3 separate regions of the Mus musculus genome follow, and regions 2 and 3 are each linked to region 1. The links are chromatin contacts, called in public promoter capture Hi-C maps. All regions are on one chromosome and are shown on one strand. Each heading gives the region's core, a stretch centred on a gene start, on an enhancer-like site or on the middle of the called end of the contact. The rest is flanking DNA. Distances are from core to core; before and after follow the strand shown.

Region 1 (3,104 bases), core at 200-2,699:
GAGGTAGCAAATTACCCTTTGCCCCATTTAGTACCAGCCTAAAACCAACAAAGTTTAGTTCTGTTTTGGGTCTGCTCTGGACTTCTCCATCTCAAAAGAATTTTCTTTTTGAAAGATGAGGCCAGCTGGGTGGCACACGCCTTTAATCCCAGCACTGGGGAGGCAGAGGCAGGCGGATTTCTGAGTTCGAGGCCAGCCTGGTCTACAAAGTGAGTTCCAGGACAGCCAGGGAAACCCTGTCTCGGAAAGAAAGAAGGAAAGAAAGAAAGAAAGAAAGAAAGAAAGAAAGAAAGAAAGAAAGAAAGAAAGAAAGAAAGAAAGAAAGGGAGAGAGAGAGAGAGAGAGAGAGAGAGAGAGAGAGAGAGAGAGAGAGAGAGAGAAACATGAGGCCAGCAACCATCCCTTCTGTCTCCTGAGGAAGCCTTCCCCTCAATTCTGCAGACTAGAGGAGCACTTCGGGGAGACTCAAAGCCTAGCGGTACCAGCCCTGGCTCACGAGCATTTCTCCTCCACGATCTCTAATCCTGGCTCCATTCAGCGGTCTAGACATTCCTAAGGAAACTGCCCTTTTTTCATTCTTTCAGATAGTACCAAATAGTGTCTCATAGAAATGAACGTTCAAACGGAACAAGATTTCTGTTCCTTTTCTGCTCCTGCTGCCTGGCACTGGGCTAGTACAAAGTAGGCGTTTAGTAGCTGGAGCAGGACTGCATACAAATAACCTACTCAGAGCATAAATTGTTACTTCTCATCCAGGAACTAGTCTGTACGTTTTATTTCACGGTCTGTCCATTCACCACCCCACCGCCCAACATCACTCTTCTGTGGCCTCGGGTAATGTAGGTATCAAATTATGGGTGTATCCACTAGGCGGAGCAACAGAGCCCTTCCTGTGCCTTAGATAAGTTCCACTAATAAATTTCCAGCAGAAATTGAAAATGAAACCAGTTTGGAAAGCCCAATACATTGGAAACCATTTGGAAAGACCAGTTCATTCTCGTGGCCAGTACAGCTGATGACAACTTTTTTTGAAGCTGATGACAACTTTTTTTTCCAGACCTTCTCAATCAGGCCCCCTCCCTTCCTCCTCTCTTTCTCCCTCCTTCTCGCGCGCGCGCGCGCGCACACACACACACACACACACACACACACACACACCGCGCCTTTCTCCTCCCATTTCTCCATTGGGAAAAGGTGAGGATACCTGAGTTTCAGCCAGCCCTGGTACCCAAATAACAAAAAAAGCTCAGAGAGCAAGGGGGCAGGGGAGGGTTAGGGCAGGGCGGAAAGGTTAGGGCAGGGCGGGAAGGGGCACAAGGAAAGGGTCATCCTACATAGGCTTACTTTCGCCACTCGCTTGCTGGCCATCATCTCGGGTTGGAGCGTGGGGCACCAGCAGATTCCAGCAGGACACCGCTCTCTGAACTGCAGCTCCCGAGCCCCGCCCACGCTCCACTCCACCCACACCGACTCTAGCTGCAAAGACCTGCTCCCCACCCCTTTGGTGGATATCTGGAGGCTGCAGTCGAGTGCCCAGCTTGGCGATCTCGTATCTCAGCAACTCATGCTCCTTGCAGATCAGAGACTACGTCGGTGGAGCGCACTGCTCCTCTTGGTTCCTGCATCTTGCGGGGTACATCTCGTAGAAGCCAGGATGGGATTCATCTCCAGCCTCTGTCAGCTCCCCGGACGCTGAGAGCAAACTCGCCCAAAGCACAGATGAGATACTCTTGATGCAAAGTAGCTCCGGGGCAGGGCTCTCTGCGACCTCCGCAATGGAATTGTGAACCTACCACCTCTAAAGAAAGTCTCAGAATCCTGGGCCAAGTCACTTTGCCTTTGTGGGTTCAGTGCTCCGTTCTAAAAGAGAGTGGGGGGGGGGGGGTCAGTATAGACTTTATGTCCTCCGAGGACCGCTCCCTGAGTGGTACAGTCCAGCAGATGGGCAGAAACGCAGCGATGCTTCTTTTAGGTTGCTTGGTGCCCGAGCACCACTAGAGGACGCTGTTGGACTCATTCGCTTTTATTTTGGGCGTTCTGTGTTTTACTCTACTGAACACATAGAAAGTGTCTGCTGTGTGGCAATTTGGGAAAACGATGGGTGGCTGAAGCCTCGAGATAGATTTCAGGAGCCTATTATATTTTATCACCAACTGATTACAAACTATGGAACTACTGTGTGTCCAAATGAACAGCCAAGAAGTCTCTAGCCCTCTGCGCAAGAGTAAAGACCCCCCTCATCCCAGCTCAAGTCGAGGCCAAGGTGTAATAGCAGCCCCCAGCCTCTGGAAGAAGTTCTAGAGTTAGAAGGGAATCCACCTACCTGCCTCACCCATTCCAGCCCAGAAATTAGCATATTTTGAAGCCCAAGATTTTGACCCAGTAGGTCACATGATTTTTATTTTCCTGTCCAGGAACCAAATATCTGCTCTGCTTACATATAGGATGTGCTTGAAAAATGATTCTGGGGCTGGAGAGATGGCTCAGCAGTTAAGAGCATTGACTGCTATTACAGAGGTACTGAATTCAAATCCCAGTAACCACATGGTGGCTCACAACCATCTGAAATGAGATCTGACGCCCTCTTCTGGTGTGTCTGAAGACAGCTACAGTGTACTTACATATAGTAAATAAAGTAAATCTTGAAAAAGAAAAAAAGATTCTGGGTTCTTTTTTCAGTTCAATAACTTTAACCAGATACCTTCTAAATGCCAGCAATAAGCAGGACACCATCAGCAATCCCTAAATATAGTTTGGAGATAAGGGCATTTGAACCCATTTCTGGTTAGTAGTCTTAGTTAACACCAAGTGCCAGGTACTATCGATGGAACACATCAGATGGAGAAATTGTGGTGTTTGTCCTCTGAGGGGCTCTCAAGCAGTTGAAACACAGAGAGAAAATTTCCCTTCAGTATTTTTTACTTATTTATTTATTTATTTATTTATTTTCTATATATGAATAAATTGTAGCTATCTTCAGACACACCAGAAGAGGGCACCAGATCTCATTACAGATGGTTGTGAGCCACCATGTGGTTGCTGGGAATTGAACTTAGGACCTCTGGAAGAGCAGTCAGTGCTCTTAACAATTGAGCCATCTCTCC
Region 2 (3,104 bases), core at 269-2,768, 250 kb after region 1:
TCTCTATCATTGTATCAACTGGATGTGCTGACAGCTGCCTGTAACCCCAATACTTGGGAGGCAGAGGCAGGTAGATTAGAAATTCAAACTTATCCTCCGCTAGTTGGCAAGTTCAAGGCCAATCTGGACTACAGAAGGCCGTAATTCCAAACAAACAGACAAAGAAAACATAGCAAACAAATAGGAACAACAAGAAAATATTAGGGTTGGTGAGATGGCTCAGTGCTTAAGAGCACTAACTGCTCTTCCAGAGGTCCTGAGTTCAAGTCTCAGCAACCACATGGTGGCTCACAACTACCCATAAGGAGATCTGACGCCCTCTTCTGGTGTGTCTCAAGTCAACTACAGTGTACTTATGTATAATAATAAATAAATCTTTAAAAAAATTGGAAAACCACATTAGCCATTCTCTGGGGAACTGTCACCTTATTGGGTCTTGTAGGCATGGCCTGTTTTGGAAGCCTTGCCTGTTGACCTAGAGGGAGAATGAAGTAGAGGACAAATTTAGACTGCATTTAGAAGCAAAAATTCCAACAATGAGTGCTCCTGAGGCCAGGGACCCAGGGAACCTGATGCCTCATGCTGTCAGAATGCAAGATGAGACAGCAAAACGGAGCAGTCTCCTCACTGCTGTAGGCTGGACCACGGCTCCCCAACAGTTCTCAAGGCACTTAGGAAAGAGTGCTTGTCTGCAAGTAGGGTCTTTGTAGACAGACTGGAGCTGAAATGGCATCACTCAATGATGGAGGCGATTCCATTATGGCTGATATTTTTTATAGGAATATAAACAGATCTAGGGAGGAGACTGCCATGTGAAAACACAGATTCAGAAGGAAGATGCAGACTTAGGAAGAAGGATAAACAAAAATGGACGCAGAGATGGGAGCTGGGGAAGTTGGAGGAGTTTAGGGAGGCCCCACTGTTGGAAGCTGAGGAGTGGGCATGGGCCAGACAGCATCTTTACATCATGTGTTCAGCCCCCGGAGATGTAAGACAATAGTTTTCTCTCGTTTTAAGCCAGCAGTTTGTAGTGCTTTATTAAGTAGTCATAGGGAATGAGGATGCCCAGTTATGACTTTGTCTTTTAAAAATATCTCTCTGGGAGGATAGGCAGCTCAGCGAATATGAAAAGCCTCAGTGTGAGAAAACCATGACAACTAAAGGCCTGTTCAGCCAGCAATATAGGAGGCAATAGCATGTGCCAGTCTTGTGCCTTGGGGCACAGGGAGGAACCTCATTTTCAAGGCAGCATTGGAGATAAATTCTAACCAGAAGACAGATCCTCTGTTCCAAGGCTTTCAAATCCACGGCATTTTAATAATGTATCATTATCCCAATGCCTCAACTCCCAGGGTTCTTATCATCTAGGTTTTCAGATATTCCAGGAGAGGGCTAGGTCTTGTAGCTGCCAAGGTCTGTTCAGATTGGTCAAGCGTTTGTTTAGGCTGTTTAGGCTTCTGCTGTGATGAGCTGGTGACCATGGCATACTGACTGTCAAATGTTTGGGATTCCATATGGTTTGAGTGAGGCTGAGAAGAAAGAAAGAACAAGGCCGAGCCTGTTCAGAGCTTCCTGGCATGCTGGAAATAATAGTGTGCTAAACTCTGGGTCTTATAAACAGCTCTGACCTCTTGAAATAGAGCCTGTGGGGATTCTGGCTGTGGGGACTCACGAGAAGCAATGATTCTTTACATTTGACGTTTCCCTCCCCCTGGAAGGGTATCTATGGATGGATACCCAGGGAAGAGTGTCTATGAAAACTCCTGTCCTTTTTCTCTTGGAGAAAGATTGTTTAGTTCTGCTCTATCCTTTAATCACCAGAACGATAGGCTCTGTTCTACTCTGTTTCTCTGTGATGTGGACCTTAAAACTGAGTTATTAAGTCTGTCTATTTCTGGGGCTCAACTTAACTTTTTTACATTTGTTTATGTGTGTGTGTGTGTGTGTGTGTGTGTGTGTGTGTGTGTGTGTGTGTGCAAACGTCAAAGGACAAGAGACAATTCTTTCCTTCTACAGCGTGAGTCCTGAGGACTGGGGGTTGAATTTAGGTTTTCAGACTTGGCAGCAGGTACCGTTACCTGCTGAGTTGTCTCACTGCCCTCTGGTGTTCAGCTTTGAAGCCACTTACCCACAGGCATGTCTGCATTTCCAGGGATTATTGGTGATGCAGGGAGTGTTGTTATCCCTGTCTGCCTTGCTTCTAAACCTTCTCTTTGAACTGGTTAGGAATTTGCATTATGAAGAGGGTACAGTTTGTTGTGCTCCTTCAAGACCTCATTAGAAGGAAGAAAGATGGCGTTGGTAATGAATTGATCTTTTCTTCAGTGACTCTGTGAGCTGGGATTACAGTTTTCTAGCAAACTAATATATGAGAGTCAAGGATTGAGGGGACTGTACATAACTCGGAATGGTGGGAACTTGGAGGATACTGGGTTCCCAGGAATAACCTTTGGTTGATAGGAGAATGGCTTCCCCTGGCTCCCAGGCTGCTAAGACAGTGAAAATGCATTTGAACTGAATGATAAAGTAAACTATGGGATGCTTTTGTTCTTAGGAAGCTGAAGCATGGTGAGATAAAAGAGTTAGGTAGGAGATGGATTTGTCAGGACTTGTTTATCAAGTAGGGTTTTGGGCAAATCTACTGGGGATAGCTTCTAGGGTCCTGGTTTGGATAGAAGGGTGGTAATGTAAGACCTCAATAGCACTCTCTTCCCCCCCCCCCCCCACACACACCCCCCACAGGGGTTGGGTGCTTATGAAAGCCAGAAGAGGACGTTTATGAAGGTGGAGGTCAGTTTAGGATGGGAAAGGCCTAAGGTCTCTCTTTCCTCTCCCTGCTCTCTGTATTACAGAGATATGGATGAGCTCAAGTTCTCCCACGCATGCTGCTCCTTCTTTGGATACAAAAGAACCCCCCACTCTGAACTAAAGCTTGTGTTCCTTCATATTTATGGGTTAAGTGCAGTTTGGTCTCAACAGATTCCAGAAGTTTCCTCATAGAAAGAGAATGGGAGAAACGAATGGGAGAGAGAATGGGAGAAACGAATGGGAGAAGAGACTAGTCCACCCCCCCACCCCCCCCCCCACCCCCCGGCTCCCAGTAG
Region 3 (3,104 bases), core at 284-2,783, 250 kb before region 1:
AGGCAGAGCTGGCTTGCTGGGCAAGCCCCGGGGTTTGGGCTTGACAGGGGGCTTGGCTCGTGGGTCACCTTCGGAAGGAAGGATTCATTAGGAACTGTCAGAAGAACCATGAGACATAAATTCTTGTGACTCCTGCTGCACCGAATCTTCCACACTCCAACCTTGGAACCCATCGTTCTAGGTGCAAGTCAGTACCGCCTGTTCCAGGAAGGCTTCCTTGGTTTTTCACATCCCATTATATAGCCTACCTTCTCCAAACTCCTACAACGTGGGCTTTGACCCCTTATCCCTCTAGCATCCTATTTTGCTCCTAACACAGGTTCCTATCGAATGAATGAATGGAGCAGATAAGCATACCCACTTGCCTGGCCTCACCATACTGTCAGCCTGGGAACCCGATGGAGCCCTATTTCTTTACACCACATTTCCATAGTGAAGTTTTGACCCTAGCTGAGCTCCCCTTGTACACCCTGCTGCACCTCTTCCTCTTGCCACCTCAGTCATCCAGTTCATTATCAGGAATGCAAGCTTTCTATTGACCTATGTCAAACAGAAGTAAATCTGCCACAGGAAGGAAGAAGGAAAAAAAAAAAAAAAAAACAAGGGCAGAAATCCACCTTCTATATAAGGCATTGTAATGCCAAATAAAAGACCTTGGGAATTACTCACGGCCACAACCTTCTATAATAGAATCTTGTATCACCCACTCATTCAGCTAAGCATTTAAAAAGTCTAGACAGGGAGAAAGAAGGGCACTCCATTCTCCTTCTGTGCCTCAGTGTCTCCTCCTCCAAGGCTCCCTGGAGTTGTCTCAAAGGCTCTGCTTCCATACCGGCTGGGGCTCTACCTCACTCCCACCAGATGCCAAGGCCCGTGAGCACTCATTTCAGACTCACTGCCTCTCACCTCCACTGTCACTCCAGCTACCTGCCGGGACGGAAGAGGGGTGCAGCCTCCACCCCACCCCCGGCCCTCCTCCCAGCCAACGGCCCCACCCTGCACCCAGCACCCATTGGTACCTGGCTCGGAGCCAACAGGCGCCAGCTCCTCCTCCATATCCTGGGGCAGTGGGGAAGCCATGGCTGTGCCTTCCCTGAGAGTGGATCCTTTCATCACATAGGGCACACCCTGCCTGAGAAATAGGAAGCAGTGTGAGCCGGCCGAAGTGACTGAAGACCCAGGGAAGGGAGAGGTGGAGAAGGGAAAGCTGAGAAAGGCAACAGGCTTAGCCAAGGAAGTCTATTTCTAACCCAGGCAGTGTGGGACAGGAAGAGCGAACTCCAGGGGGAGGCCGGGAAGGTTCCCACAGCCACATCCTCAACTCTTGACACGACTCTCCAACCCTTGGCTCTGAACCTCAGTGATCCAGCACAGGAGGGAGCCACCTCCACCCACACCACCCCCAGGATCCGTCCTGTGATACCCTACTTACAGCTCCTGAGGCAACCCTCTCGGGTCAGGGAGCCCCACTAGAGGTGTCCACTCTGAGCGGAGCAAGAAGGCCAGAAACTCTCAAGTCTCTGGAATCACCTCATGGGACGGGAAAAACCCGCTCCTCCCCAACCTGGGGCTCCGCCCCACAGCCGGCCCCCCTCTTCCCATTCTCCTCCCTCCCTCCACGGCTGGGAGTGGCTCCCTACCCCCCCCCCATTCTCCTTTCACATCCCTGCCCCCCTCCAGCACTCAAGAGCTGTCTCATCCAAACACAGGGACATAAGAAATAAAAAGTAAGCATCTGGAATACATTTTTTTCCCTTTAATTTCTCAATCGTTTTGGCTTCAGCTTGGAATTTGATGAGGTAAAGCCAGGGCCTAGTCCTGTTACCATAGCAATGGCCTCCCACTGGATTTCCAGGGCCTAGCCAAGGGGAAGGAGGAGCCGGCCCAGGATGGGCAGGGAGGACAGACTGGGCTTGATTGCTTGTGGGGTGGGGGGTGTAACTGAGAGGAAAACTCCCTGGGGTTGCCCCTTCCAGGACAGTCAGGGAGGGACCTGCAAAAGCCTGTGACATAGGAATGGGTGTGCACCCTAAAGGAGTTTTGAGGGGTCAGAAGAAACTAAACCAGATGATAGCCACATGGTAGTAGCCTGTGCCAGGAGCCTCTGGAGCTGATATTGTAAGATCTAACAACTAAATGGGTCTGTCACTTCAGAGCTGTGCGACTAGTCTAAGGCATACTGCTTAAAAAAAAAAAAAAGTATTAAATGAGTTTCAAGTCAAACAATGCATGCAAAATACCAAGCCTGGAAGTGGTAAGTAACAGTTGGCCATTATTAATGTGACTCCATTCAGTGTCTCCCATGAGCTAACTAGCATCCTTGGTAACCACCTCTACCTACCTCTCCCCCTACCGTAGGCTGCGTCTCTAGACCATTCCTTCATGTCCCCCCCACCTCAAATTCTTCAGGCCTTCCACCCCCTCAGTTCCCACCCTGGCTGCTGAAGCACCCTCCCACTCTCAAGCCCCCCCTCCGGCTCTGGTGGTGACTAGTGAACACTGCTCCTCTGGTTCAAGAGCAAGGGAGACATGCCAAACACATGGAATGCACAGAGCCCTGGAGGGCAACCCAACCCTCTCCAACCTCAAGGCTCCCCTCCCACTCCAGCTGCTCTGAGAAGACAGTTCTCAATTCTAAGAGACCTGTGGTGCCCAGCCTTTGCAAAAGATGTCCCCATCCGCTTGACCCTGTCCCAGCTTATTTAAAGAGGGTACAGACAGTAACTCCGTCAATGTCAAAAGGCTGATCAGCCAACTACCAGGGGCTGTTTTCCTTGTATGTGGGTGAATAACGCTTGAAGGCGGAGAGATGACAGAAAAATTAAATTAAATTAAAAATATATACAAGATTGCTTGCTTGTCCTTGAACATTATTACAAGGGATATGGTGAAGGTGGTTAGAAATGGAGAAAAACTAGTCCAAAACAGAAAAACCCTCTCACCTGCGGTTGAGATAGGGGCTTGATGGACACCTCTGAGGTTAGAAAGAGCTGCAGAGATGAAAACAGGCTCCGAGTCCCCAACAGGGGAGGCGGTTACAGTACACAGGCCCCAGCCAGGAGCCCCAGGTAACCAAGGCCATGTCCATAAGCTGCAGAATCGCA

What was found. Promoter capture Hi-C pulls out the DNA fragments that hold promoters and counts their contacts.
Region 2: a contact with region 1 is called in a promoter capture Hi-C map of cranial neural crest. The contact joins the enhancer-like site here to the promoter of Ube2l6 in region 1. A contact is called at or near these places in 2 of 39 promoter capture datasets (cranial neural crest and maxillary cranial neural crest), 1 of 484 Hi-C or Micro-C datasets (uterus), 3 of 115 datasets of contacts at active chromatin or transcription factors (bone marrow-derived macrophages, embryonic stem cells and microglia) and 2 of 9 other capture datasets (adipose tissue and liver).
Region 3: a promoter capture Hi-C map of pre-B cells shows a contact between it and region 1. The contact joins the promoter of Tnks1bp1 here to the promoter of Ube2l6 in region 1. A contact is called at or near these places in 2 of 39 promoter capture datasets (hematopoietic stem and progenitor cells and pre-B cells), 2 of 115 datasets of contacts at active chromatin or transcription factors (embryonic stem cells and memory CD8 T cells) and 2 of 9 other capture datasets (adipose tissue and liver).

Annotation. Positions count from the first base shown.
Region 1 is chr2:84,797,173-84,800,276 of GRCm38.p6, reverse strand. It overlaps Ube2l6 (ubiquitin-conjugating enzyme E2L 6), which reads right to left and starts at 1,449. Exons shown (of 4, transcript NM_019949.2): 1 at 1,345-1,449. The coding sequence starts at 1,371.
Region 2 is chr2:84,543,350-84,546,453 of GRCm38.p6, reverse strand. No RefSeq gene overlaps it. Among named protein-coding and RNA genes, the nearest start is that of Gm13710, 38 kb to the right of the region's middle. Within about 2 kb of position 1,518, at least 26 of the 459 cell types and tissues checked have an H3K27ac peak or open chromatin away from gene starts, as enhancers often do.
Region 3 is chr2:85,048,889-85,051,992 of GRCm38.p6, reverse strand. It overlaps Tnks1bp1 (tankyrase 1 binding protein 1), which reads right to left and starts at 1,533. Exons shown (of 12, transcript NM_001081260.2): 1 at 1,433-1,533; 2 at 1,020-1,132; 3 at 1-68. The coding sequence starts at 1,113.